Linked DNA regions of Mus musculus: region 1 is linked to region 2. The links are chromatin contacts, called in public HiChIP or PLAC-seq maps. All regions are on one chromosome and are shown on one strand. Each heading gives the region's core, a stretch centred on a gene start, on an enhancer-like site or on the middle of the called end of the contact. The rest is flanking DNA. Distances are from core to core; before and after follow the strand shown.

The links. HiChIP or PLAC-seq counts read pairs in DNA pulled down with a chosen protein or histone mark.
Region 1: a FOXA1 HiChIP or PLAC-seq map of pancreatic cancer cells shows a contact between it and region 2. The contact joins two enhancer-like sites. A contact is called at or near these places in 2 of 39 promoter capture datasets (embryonic stem cells and hippocampal neurons), 2 of 115 datasets of contacts at active chromatin or transcription factors (embryonic hindbrain and pancreatic cancer cells) and 1 of 9 other capture datasets (embryonic stem cells).

Annotation. Positions count from the first base shown.
Region 1 is chr8:95,362,680-95,368,736 of GRCm38.p6, reverse strand. It overlaps Mmp15 (matrix metallopeptidase 15), which reads right to left. Exons shown (of 10, transcript NM_008609.4): 2 at 3,275-3,423; 3 at 2,315-2,443; 4 at 502-809; 5 at 17-178. Among named protein-coding and RNA genes, the nearest start is that of Mmp15, 13 kb to the right of the region's middle. Within about 2 kb of position 4,681, at least 15 of the 459 cell types and tissues checked have an H3K27ac peak or open chromatin away from gene starts, as enhancers often do. A contact at or near this core is called in pancreatic cancer cells, where this site is marked.
Region 2 is chr8:94,952,844-94,959,541 of GRCm38.p6, reverse strand. No RefSeq gene overlaps it. Among named protein-coding and RNA genes, the nearest start is that of Gm30968, 21 kb to the left of the region's middle. Within about 2 kb of position 4,196, at least 98 of the 459 cell types and tissues checked have an H3K27ac peak or open chromatin away from gene starts, as enhancers often do. A contact at or near this core is called in pancreatic cancer cells, where this site is marked.

The sequences.
Region 1 (6,057 bases), core at 3,432-5,931, 410 kb before region 2:
GGCACAGCCTACTCACCATACAGCTGCTGGATGCCCCGAAGGTCATCTTCGGGCAGCTGGAAGTTGTCGGTATCCATCCACTGGTAGAAGGGTGCCATAATAGCGCTGGGGTTACTTGAGTGTTCTAGCCCCAGGGCATGGCCCAGCTCATGCACGGCCACCAGAAAGAGGCTGATTCCTGTCGGGAAGGCATATTCAGTCACTCCGGTCATCTAGGCCCTCCAGGCTGCCATGGACCCTACTCTTGCTTCTCTCTTGGATGGGACTGAGCTTCTCTTACTTTTGGCTTCTATTTTCCCCATCTGAGAAATGGGTCCAACATCCCCTTCTCTTCCCACCTTCCCTTGGTGGGACAACAGACTGAGATTAAGTACAAGGCTTCAGAGTCATGAATAGGGGACATTCTCTCCTCCTGAGCCTGAAGCTACTGAGCTGGAGGGACCAGCCAAGCTTAGGCACTGCCCTGCCTGCTCCCACCCTGTCCTGGCCAGCTGTCCTCACCATGCAGGTCAGTGCTGGAGAAGGTCCAGGGTTCATCTGCGTCGAAATGGGTGTCCCCACCCAGACCAGGGCCGGGGAAATAAGCGTGGGCCAGAAAGCCACCCACGCCATCAAACGGTGAGCTGTCGCCATGGAAGCCAGAGGCAAAGAGTACCATGATGTCAGCCTCCGCTCGCCTTCGTAGCCGAATGTCATCATAGGATACTTCCTGGAAGACCAATGGTGTGACCTGCTCCCACACTTGGAAAGCCCTGCGCACCGCCTCCATGGAGTTGTACCAGCCCAGCTTCTCAGTGTAGTTCTGGATGCTGCGGGTGGGCGGGGAGATAAGAGTTAACAGGGCCCTAACAGAGATAAGGGCCTATGGGATACCACCGTCCATTGCTGCCACCTTCCTAAGATTACATAATGATGCCACGCTATCCACTCTTAGATATGAATTAGAACTTGTCACATCCAGTAATTTTTTAAGATACGGCCCTACGTTTTCATGGTGGAAGACAAGCAGATTTAAAATAAGAAAGACAGTGAGGCTTGGTGGCGGCCTATGCCTTTAATCCCAGCACTCAGGAGGCTGGAGCAAAGTGGATCTCAAAGTTCAAGGCCAGCTGGTCTACAGAGTAAGTTCCAGGCTAGCCAGAGCTACATAGTGAGACCCTGTCTTGAAAAACCAAAAAGAAACAAAGAAAATAAAAATACAGTCAGGAGGTGGGTATGGTAGTGTACCCCTGAAATCCCACCACTTGGAAGCTGGAGGTAGTAAGGTCGGGGGTTCAAGGTTAGCTTCAGCTACATCGTAAGCTTGAGCGCATACTGGGTATTACATGAGGACCTGACCTCGTCTTAGCAACCCTCCCCACACCCCCAAATCTCAAAACAAAAGGTAGTAAAAATAGTAAGTGAAAGAAAGCACAGCTCTTTGTGGCCATGGGATAGAGGCAGCTGAAGTCTAGGAAACAAGCCAAGCCACCCTGGATATTGACCCTAGGGCTAGGCAGACCCTAACTTTAGCTGTGTGACTTTGGACATTTGACTAGACAGATTCAGTTTCTCTATTTGAAAGACAGCAAAAGGGGAGGAGCTAATGCTTTCTTTGTGTGTGTGTGTGTGTGTGTGTGTGTGTGTTTGTGTGTGTGTGTGTGAGTCCTCGAGAGGATTAAGTGAGATACTGCACAAAGGATATATATACAGCCCAGAGCAGGGGCTCTCAACCTTCCTAATGCTCCGACCCTTTAATACAGATCCTCATGGTATGGTGTGGTCACCACCCCCAACCATAAAATCATTGTATTGCTACTTCATAACCATAATTTTGCTACTGCTATAAACTATGATATAAATATCTGATATGCATGTTATCTGATATGCCACTTCAGAGTGGTTGCAACCCATATATTGAGAACCACTGGTCTAGAGCCTGCATATGAAGCAGAAAGCCTGCCCCTTCCCTGAGGATTAGACTCAGCTGCTGGTGCAGATAGACTGTCATAAACCACAAGGGGCAGGGGGACACTGACCTAGTGGACCATGCATTTGCTCAAGGATCTGAGACCTGAGTTAAAGCAGGATGTCTGTCCCCCACACCTACTGACCACACTGATTCAAGAGCTCGTCTGGTCACATTAGGCCAGTATAGCTTGCAACCAGCTGGGGTCAGATAAGGACCAAGCAGGAGACACGTGACAGTGACCCATCTTTCCCTGGAGGGAGGCCCTAGATTGTGAGCTGGGACTGAGTAAGGCCAGGCCTCTTCTGGGAAAACCCAAGTCCCCCTGAGAGGGCAGAACAGCGCCCCTTGAAGCTGGACCCGTACCTGAAGGTCAGGTGGTAATTGTTCCATGCCTTTCCTGTCAGGGTGTAACGTTTCCGCCGTCGACGCAGGTTGGCTTTCACATGTACCCCAAACTGATCAGGAACCCCACATCGGGGCCGCTTCATCCACCTGGATCACAGATATAGAGGGGTCAGCTTTGGGTTATCTCTTCCAGGCAGCGTCTTGCTTCCCAATCTTCCCTCAGAGGGATGTTTTGGGGGTGGGAGACTCTGGCTTCCAGAATAGTGGGTAAAGAGATTCCATTTTAAGAAGATTGAACGCTAAGGAGTGACTCAAAAATGTATGCTCCTGCTCCTGAGTATAATCCAAGCATGGGCTGGGTTCTCTTGTGGCCTCCTGTCCCAGTTGTGTCAAGCTCGGTGCTTCTCAATGTATCTGTAGGTCCTATCAATTCTAATAGAGTAAGGCCTAGCTAGGTTGTCCCAACCAGGGGTTTGGTACTGCACGTCCCATTCTCATGCCTATAGCAGGTATCACTAATTGAACATGATGCTCTTCCTGACAAAGCTGGACTATTTCTATCTCATCTCTTTTTTTATTTATCTATTTTTTAAATGTATGTGTATGTATGTGTGTCTGCATGAATTTATGTGCATTGTATACATACAGGTGTCTGTTGGGGTTCTCAAAGATACCTAGGAACTGGAATTATAAGTGGTTGCAAGCTGTCTCCTGTGGGTATTAGGAACTGAACCCAGGGCCTCTGAATGAGCAGTCAGCAATCTTAACACTCCAGCCTCTATGTTATCTTTTTTAGCATAAGGCTTCAGGCAACCATACTAAACAATAAACATTAGCATGAAGATCAAACCATCAGTCATTCCTCATCCAGGCCACTCTCCTCTGAAAATGTCATATACCAAAGGCTCCTCAGAGCAGGCTGGAGGCCAGGAGGCCCATGGTGTCTGGAAGGGGTCACGTGGAGGGACTCGGACTCACGTTTTCGTCTCTTCATCAAGCACACCCGTGACAGGGATCCCATAGAAACTCTGCATCTCGGCAAGGGCGGAGGCCAGGATCTGGGCAGAGCGCATGGTGGACATGTGGCGGCTGGGCTGGGGTAGGTAGCCATAGAGCCGCAGCCAGTTCTGCAAAGTAGCCAAACCCGGTTTGCTCAGTCACTGCTCAGAACCCTCCAAGACCTCCCAATTCAAAGGACATTCAGTTCTTCCGGGGCCTATAAAGCCCTCACCACCCAGCCCACCTCAACTCTCTAGCTTCCATCCTGCCGACTGGTACACTATTCCTTGCCATCCCTCTGCCCCTCAGCGTGGGATCATTCTGCTCCAGGCAGGCTGCTGGGGACCCTCAAGTATTCAGAATCTCTCTAAGAGGTTAAGAGGGCACTGGGTCCTGTGGAACTGTAATTACCGGCAGTTGTAAACCATGCATTCAGTTGCTAAGGACCAACATCTGGTCCTCTGCTGGAGCAGCAAATACTCTTAACTGCTGAACCATCTCTCCAGCTTTGGAGAGAGAGAGAGATTGAGAGAGAGAGAGAGAGAGAGAGAGAGAGAGAGAGAGAGAGAGAGAGAGAGAGTGTGTGTGTGTGTGTGTGTGTGTGTGTGTATGTGTGTGTGAGGTTTTGAGACATGGTTTCTCTGTGTAACCTTAGCTTTTCGGAAACTTGCTTTGTAGATCAGGCTGGCCTCAAACTCAAAGAGATTTGCCTGCCTCTGCCACCCAAGTTCTGGGATTAAGGCATATTGCCACCAAGCTCAGTCCAACCCCTCTTTTTTTTTCAAGACAGGGTTTCTCTGTATAGTCCTGGCTGTCCTGGAACTCACTCTGTAGACCAGGCTGGCCTAGAACTCAGAAATCCGCCTGCCTCTGCCTCCCAAGTGCTGGGATTAAAGGTGTGCGCCACCACCGCCCAGCCCCTCTTTTTAATTAAAATTTTTAGTTAAGTTTGTGTGCATTCAGGTTCCCATGGAGTCGAGAATAGGGTGTTGAGTCCCTGGAGCTAGAGTTAGAGGTGACTATGAGCCCTATCACATAGCACTGGGAATGAGCATGGGTCCTCTGTAAGGACATGCTCATAACTGCTCAGCCATCTCTCCAGTACCTTTTAAAAAAATGATAGTTTTGGTTTATTCTTTGAAAATTTCTGACATTTATCCAATGCGTTTTGAACATACCCTCATCTGTGTTGGAATTTTGACTGGCTTGATCTTATGCAGGTCTTACGCAGGTTATCACATCTGCTGTCAGCTGATGCGTTCCACAGACATGCCACACCTGAGAGTCATTTTTTTTTACAGCTCTCCCTCCTATCCATCAGCTTGTAATTTTTTTCTGTCCAACCTTTCACCCAGCCCTGATCTGTTAATATAGATGATTCATCCACAGCTGAACACACACAGTCACACACACTTGGCACTTTGACCACTGGTGAGTCTCTGCATTAACCACTATCCACTGTGCAAAGAGGCTTCTCTGACCAAAGTTAAGACCAACACAAATCTATGGGTTTAAATAAAAATACTTAGAAGGCAGTCCAACAGCCTTTAACATAATATTATTTAATAGTATTTAACATAATAGCAGAGGATTCAGCCCTGGCGCCTATGGTTTTCTGGGTCATGAGCCTTTTCTCTTTCTTTTCTTCTTTCAAATTCTCATTTTATGTGAATGAGTGATTGTTTACCTATATGTGTGTGCACCGTGAGTGCCTGGCGCTCACAGAGGTTAGAAGTGGATGTTAGATTCCCTAGGACTAGAGTTACAGACAGTTGTAAGCTACCTGAACCACGCCGTCACCTGCAAGAACACACACACACACACACACACACACACACTCCTTTTTTTTCTCTTTTTTTTTTTGAGCCAAGGTCTCTCTTCTATATAGCTCTGGCTATCCTGGAACTTGCCTTGTAGACCAGGCTGGCCTCAAACTCCTAAGAGATCAGCCTGCCTCTGTCTCCTGAGTACTGAGATTAAAGGTGTATGCTACCATGTCTGGCTTTATTTATTTTGGGTGTGTATGGTCACACATGTGAAGGTCAGAGGTAGGTTCTCTCCTTCTACCACGTGGGTCCTAGGAATCGAACTCAGGTCTCCAAGCTTGATGGCAAACACCTTTATCTACTGAGCCATCTCATTGGCTCCTCTGTTCAGAATCTTTTAAGGTTTCACCAGGTAGGAAATCCAGCAGGCCCTAAAGCCTCTAGGAGTATGTGGGGGCCAGGGATTGGGGGAGGAGAGACAGGCTCAGGCAGGAGGATGTGTGCCAAGAGGATGTGACAGAGTTCTGCTATGACTTATTTATTTTATTTTGAAACAGGGTCTCTAAGTCAGACTGGCCTTTAACTTCTATGTAACCAAAGGATAACCTTAAATGCCTCATTTTCCTGCCTCCACTTCCCAAGATTACAGGTGTGCACTACCATGCCTGGCTTCATGCAGTGCTGGGGCTCAAACTCAGGCCTTCATGCGTGCTAGGCAACCATCCTACCCACAGACCTACATCTCCAGCTCCTACCATCTGCACTGGATGCTTCCTCATCTGTAAAATGAAGACCAGTGTGCTGTTACAGGGTGGCTCAGTTACCATTGCTGTGCTGAAACACCATTGAAGGGATCAGTATTCAGTATAAGATACCTCAAGACCTAGTTCTCAGCACAAAGGAGATTTATTTGCTCTGAATTTGCAGGGAATAAGAGACAAAGACAGGAGATAAAGGAGAGGGAGAAGGGGAAAGGATATTTGTTCCAGAAGGACA
Region 2 (6,698 bases), core at 2,947-5,446:
CAAAAGGAGACAGTCCTAAAACATAAAAGGAGACAAAAGATATAAATACTAGTGAGAGAGAGAGAGAGAGAGAGAGAGAGAGAGAGAGAGAGAAACAAAGAAACAAAGAAAGAAACAAAGAAACAAAGAAAGCTGGGCTGCAGAGATGGCTCAGTGTTTAAGAGCCCTTGAAGCCCTTCCAGAGAGCCCACGTTAGGTTCCCAGCACCCATATAGGAAGGCTCATAATCACCCACAACTCCAGTTCCAGGGGATCTGATGCCTTCCTCTGGCTTCTGTGGCCACCAACACACACAGACACACACAGAGACACAGACACACAAATAAAAAGTAAATAAATCAATCTTTAAAAAGATAGAGGTATTTCTACTGACTTAAAGAGACATTAGGCAAAAAGCACTCCTGGAGGTAGAGATAACAGCAAAAGTTAATTTTACTAAAAGAACATGATAATATTAGATTTCTACTCCTATCATGAGCCTGGAAGGTATAAAGCAAAAGTTAATAATAATACGACAAAAATCAATATATACAATGCATACAATCAGTACAATAGCTTGAAGATGCCTTTTCAGTTTGTTAGAAAGAATACAAAGTGGTATAGAAGAACTGAAGGATTAGATTAAATTAATCAACTAAATTAATGAATTAAATTGAATGAACAATATAAATTAGGAGACCCAAGTTGAAGACATATGTTTTTAAGCACTCCTAGCACACTTATAAACATGACTCATACTCTTGATTATAAGTAAATCTCAATAGATTTCCAGCGACTGTAGCTGTCCATACCGTTCCTCTGGCATGGTAGAAGTCAGTTAAAAGTAACTAGGGCCTGGTGAGATGGCTGAACAGGTAAAGGTGCTTGCTACTAAGCGTGAGTTACGTCCCTGGAACCCAAATGGTAGAAAAGAGAACCAACTCTCTGATGCTGTCCTCTGGTGACCACACACGCACTGTGGTACAAGTTCCCACATCCATTCACAAACACACATGCACACTAAATAAAATGTCATTAATAACTTTGAAAGAAGAGATGGAAACCCTGAAAGGTCCAATACACTGAAGAACTTGTAGCTGGATTCACAAACTTTCCCACAATGCAAAGTCAAGTGCAGACGGCTTCACCGGCAAATTCTACACAACATTCCCAGGAGAACTAACGGCTCCAAGTTGCTCCTAACCCTGTGGAGACTCTGAATCTTTTGCTGGGGAAAATATAATCTAGACCCTCAAACTCAGCAACAAACAGGAAAAAAAATACTCTCTTTGTCTCCTCCCTTCTTTTTCTTCTTTCCCTCCTCCTTTCCCTCCCCTTCTGATGTTCTTAGCAAACTATTAGCAGACTAACTCTAGTTCCAATGAAAAGACATTGTCTAATTGAGTTCCATTCAACCAAGGCAAGAGAGGAAAATGACTGTGGCCGTGGCAGGAACAGATCCTTCCGAGATCCACTTTGAAGAGGAAAATTAAAGTAATCACTACAATATATCCAAGAGAAGTGTGGGTTGAAATTTGACATTATTCATACTCTTTATTTTTGGGGGCTTGTTGAGATTGGACCTTTTTATGCAGCTCAGGCTGGTCTCGAACCCATAATTCTGATTCAGCTTAATTCTATTGCCAGAGGGTGGTGGTACACACTTTTAATCCCTCAGGAAGCAGAGGCAGTTAGATCTCTGAATTCAAGGCCAGTCTAGTTTGTAGAGCAAGGTCCAGGACAGCCAGAGTTACACAGAGAAACCCTGTCTCAAAAAAACAAAACAAAACAAAATCATTCACTATCATACCCAACCCATTCAAGATTAAAAAAAAAAAAATAGCAATCAGAAACAGAACGGAACTTCCTAAATCTGACATTTTAAATGAAAAAAGAAGAAAAGAAGCCCCAAAACACCTCATCAACTATACCTTCAGATGAAACCATCAAGAACTTTCCCTTGGGACTGGAGAGATGGCTCAGCGGTTAAGAGCACTGACTGCTCTTTCAGAGGTCCTGAGTTCAAATCCCAGCAACCACATGGTGGCTCACAAACATCCGTAACAAGATCTGTCGCCCTCTTCTGGAGTGTCTGAAGACAGCTACAGTGTACTTACATATAATAAATAAATATTAAAAAAAAAAGAAGAACTTTCCCTTGAGATTTGCCGTGAGATAAAGAAGCCTGCTGTCACCTTAGAGTCCTAGGAGCAGAGGTTAGGCTAGGAGGCAGAGAGCTTGCTCAGCATGGGCAAGGCCCTGGGTTTGATTCCCAGCACTAACACCAATACACATGCACATGCACACACACACATGCATACATACATGCACACACATGCACATATACACACATGCATATACATATAATACATATACATACATATATACACACATACATACACACACGCACACATAACACATATATACACGTACACACATGCCTATACACATACATACACACATGCATATACACATACACACTTACATACACAATACACACATGCATACATACATAATACATACACATATATATACACATACACACTACATACATACATAATACACATATATACACACACATGCATATATACACTACATACATACATATACATATATACACACACATACACATGCATATACACATACATACATACACACATGCATATACACACACATACATAAACATACATACATACATACATACATACATTCATACACACATACATACATACACACATGCACACATACACACATAGTGCTGGAAAACAAAACAATAAAGGACTGATAAGAAAGAAAGAAAGAAAGAAAGAAAGAAAGAAAGAAAGAAAGAAAGAAAGAAAGGAAGGAAGAGAGAGAGAAAGAAAGAAAGAAAGAAAGAAAGAAAGAAAGAAAGAAAGAAAGGAAGGAAGGAAGAAAGAAAGAAAGAAAGAAAGAAAGAAAGAAAGAAAGAAAGAAAGAAAGAAAGAGAAAAAAACCCGAGAAGATAAAATCAGCTTCATCCCTCATCAAGATATTCTGAGTACATAAAAAAACCCCAAAAGAACCCACATGCAAAGCACTGGGCAGGTTTTCTAGTGTGTGTGTGTGTGTGTGTGTGTGTGTGTGTGTGTGTGTGTTGGCTAATGTTGGTTTCAACTTGACACACCTGGGAAAAGAGGACTTCAAAAGAAGAAACTTTCTAAATAGGACTGTGGTTATAGCCAAATGGTAGCATTTCCTAGTATGCACAAAGCCCCAGTACAGTAGGGAGATGGGCATGGAGGGAGGGAGGGAGAGAGGGAAGGAGGGAGGGAGGGAGGGGAGGAGGGAGGGAGGCTTCTCAAGCAGGCAAAGCCATACTTCATGGTTTAGGAATGTAGACACAGGTGGCAAAGTTGATATAAAACCAGGGGGACTTTTCTAAAGACTGAAACAATGCTCCGCTCTGATGCAGGGGCATTGTGGAAAGAGGACAGAGTCTGCCAGGGTGGCACCTCTTTCTTCACAAGGGTGGTGCTGACATGTGGTTTGCTGATTATTTTTGTTAAACAATATATGTACCCTGCATATTCTCTCACAAGTTCCAGCACTCGGGAGACAGAGGCAGATCTCTGTGAGTTCAAGGCTAGCCCAGGCTACATAGTGAGTTCCAGGACAGTCAAGGCTACCTACTGAGATCCTGTCTTAAAACAAACAAACAAAAATAAATAAATAAATAAATAAATAAATAAATAAATAAATAAATAAATGAAAACAAATAAATAAAGGGTAATCCTTACATTTGGGAGGTGGAAGCAGGAGGATGAGTTTAAAGCCTGCTTCAGCTACACAGCAAGTTCAAGTTCAAGTTCAAGCAGTCTGTGCTGGGACAGGGGGACCATAAACAACCTTCCACTGCAGCCCAGACAGTGAGGACCCCTGATGACATCTTTTAAGAACAGTGGTCATGGGACACTAGGACTGCTTGGTGATAGCATGATATGAAAGGCAAGCCAAGGTCAGAGGCTGCCTGAGTAGAGAGCTCTCAATGCAACAGTCACTTCCACCCAAGGACATCAAGTCATGCAAAGGACTTACAAAGGACCACTAAAGGTGTGCCTTTTTAAACATCCACACAGATCCATTTTTATTTCTTATTTCTTTGGGTTTTTAAAAGACTTTTAATTTAAAATATATGTGCCTATACGTCTGTATGAGCAACGCATGTGCCACATGAACGCAGGATCCCACAGAAGCCAGAAGAGGGTGCCAGAGCACCTGGAGCGGCCCAATGTGGCTATGAGGAACTAAAACTAAGCTCCTATCTTCTGGGAGAGAAGCAAGTGCCTTTAACCACAGAGCCATTTCTCCGACCCCTAGAGAGTCCCTTTCTAAATGATTCATCACTAATCGCTAGTGCTCTCCCCCTCACTGTTTAAATATTTGCTCATACTCCAAGTTTCATTCCTACAAAAGAGGAGGAAACTGTGGGCCACTTAGGGTTCCTGCCCTTGTATTTCCCTTCTCCCTGTCCTGTCGACTGAGCCCTTCCATTCCAGCTATAAGGAGCCCTGTGACAGGAGTGGGCGTCACACCAGAGAGGTGTTGACCTTCACCCTGATAGAAACGGCTCTTCTGGGAGCAAGCAGTTTCCAGACTGAGGAAGTTCAGGCTGCTACTCTTATTCAAACCTCCTTTTGCATGTTTCGAGAGATTCGGTTGTGTGTCTGTGCTTCCCCATAGACTGCCTGGTCTTGGCTGTGCAGAAGGCACCCAGCTGAAGCATTCACAGAAGCCGTTTTTCTCCCTGTGGGCGATGTTGGGGATTTGTACTTTGCCGTTACTTTAATTGTTTTTTCTATTAATGTGTGTGTTGTAGGGATGATGTGTGTGGGCATGGGGTGGTCATAGAAGCCACCGGATGCAAGTGGAGGTCAGAGTCCGTTCTTACCTTCTGCCTTTGTGTGGTCATTTGTGGTATTATTTGGCTCTGGTCCCAGGTAGCTGGGATTCCTGTTACAGTCCCTTGCATGGCAGGTCTGTGAGGATGCTGTAACTGCCATGCAGCTTGTGTGGCCACGTGCCCCTCTGTCAGAGTCTGCGACTACAATGACTGTGGCCGAGTTCCAAGATGCCATTCCCACTTCGTCAGTCCTCACTGGACCCCACAAGGCACAGCTTGGGCTGGTGTTCTTGGTGTCCAGAGTTCAGTAGCTCCGGGATGCTTACAGGAGGGTTGTGGCACCACAGGGCTTTAGTGTGAGCCTGAGTGAGAGGGTAACGTGGATTCTGCTCCTCACCCTTTGGTTTTACGTTGGCTGTTGTGACTGCTTGTCACTGCCTCAGCATTAAAATGCCAGAAATGACCTAGTCATTGCTCTCTTCCCTGACCTGGCTCCCAAGCGCCCCCCTCCCTCCATCACTTATCACAGTGAATTCTGTTTTTGCATCTGTCTCAGCCAGCTGCACAGCCTCACAGGAGATACATCTGAGTTTATATCCATTTCCTGTCCTGTGTTTGACTGTAGCAAACCCAGAGAAGAAGTATCTGTAGTGGTGGCAACTCTGCACAACTAACCTGCTTTGTCCCAAGTCACCCACACTTCCATAGGCAGGCCTTAGCTGAGCCTCTTGCAGGGGTGTGGCTCAGCACCCTACCATGGAGATGTCAGAGTTGTGTGGTGACAAAGAGGACTTGAGGACACAATAAGTCTGGGCTGAGTTAGGTTCTGTCGGGGACAAACCTAAACCCAGCAGTCAACCACCTCACTGGCGACCTCATCAGGGACTGGGTGAAAAGGGACTTTCCACTGAGTGCTAACCCTGTGCCTGACACATCTCCTCCTTTGGGTAGAAACTCACCATGAAGTTCTCCAAGGGGAAACCGCTCTAGAGCAAGAGACAGGTACTAAGGCTTGCTCTGGGTGGAGACCGTTCTGGCTGGTCAGTGGGCTCCTGAAGTTCTCTGAAAGGGTCTTGAAGAGGATAGGATGAAGGGAGCAAATCAGCATGAATACACACACACACACACACACACACACACACACACACACATACACACACATATATATACATACATATATATGCATATATACATACATACACACAGAGATAGATAGATAGATAGATAGATAGATAGATAGATAGATAGATAGATAGATAGATAGATAGATAGATAGATGAACATATATGCATCTTAGGGTAAGGTCATTATTTGCCCTGGAGAGAAAGAACACCATACACAACACTTGTTTACCTCTCTCTCCTGGGATCCTGTTTTAATCAGGGTTTCTACTGCAGTGATGAAACACCATGACTAAAATGCAAGTTTGGAAGGAAAGGGTCCATTTACCTTCCACTTCCACATCACTGTTTACAACTGAAAGGAGCAGGACAGGAACTCAAACAGAGCAGGATGCTGGAGGCAGGAATTGATGCAGAGGCCACGGAGGGGTGCCACTTACTGACTTGCTTTCCCTGACTTGCTCAGCTTGCTTTCCTGTAGAACCCAGGACCACCAGCCCAGGAATGTCTCCAGCCACAATGGGCTGGGCTCTCCTCCATCAATCACTAATTAAGAAAATGCCTTTCAGCGGGATCTTAAGAAGGCATCTTCTCAATTGAGGTTCCTTCCTTTCAGATAACTCTAGTTAGTGCCAAGCTGACATAAGACTAGGCCATACAACTGACCCCTTGTCAACTTGACACTCAAACACATCACCATTAAGTCACACCTTTCCTTTCTTATTCATTCTCAAGGT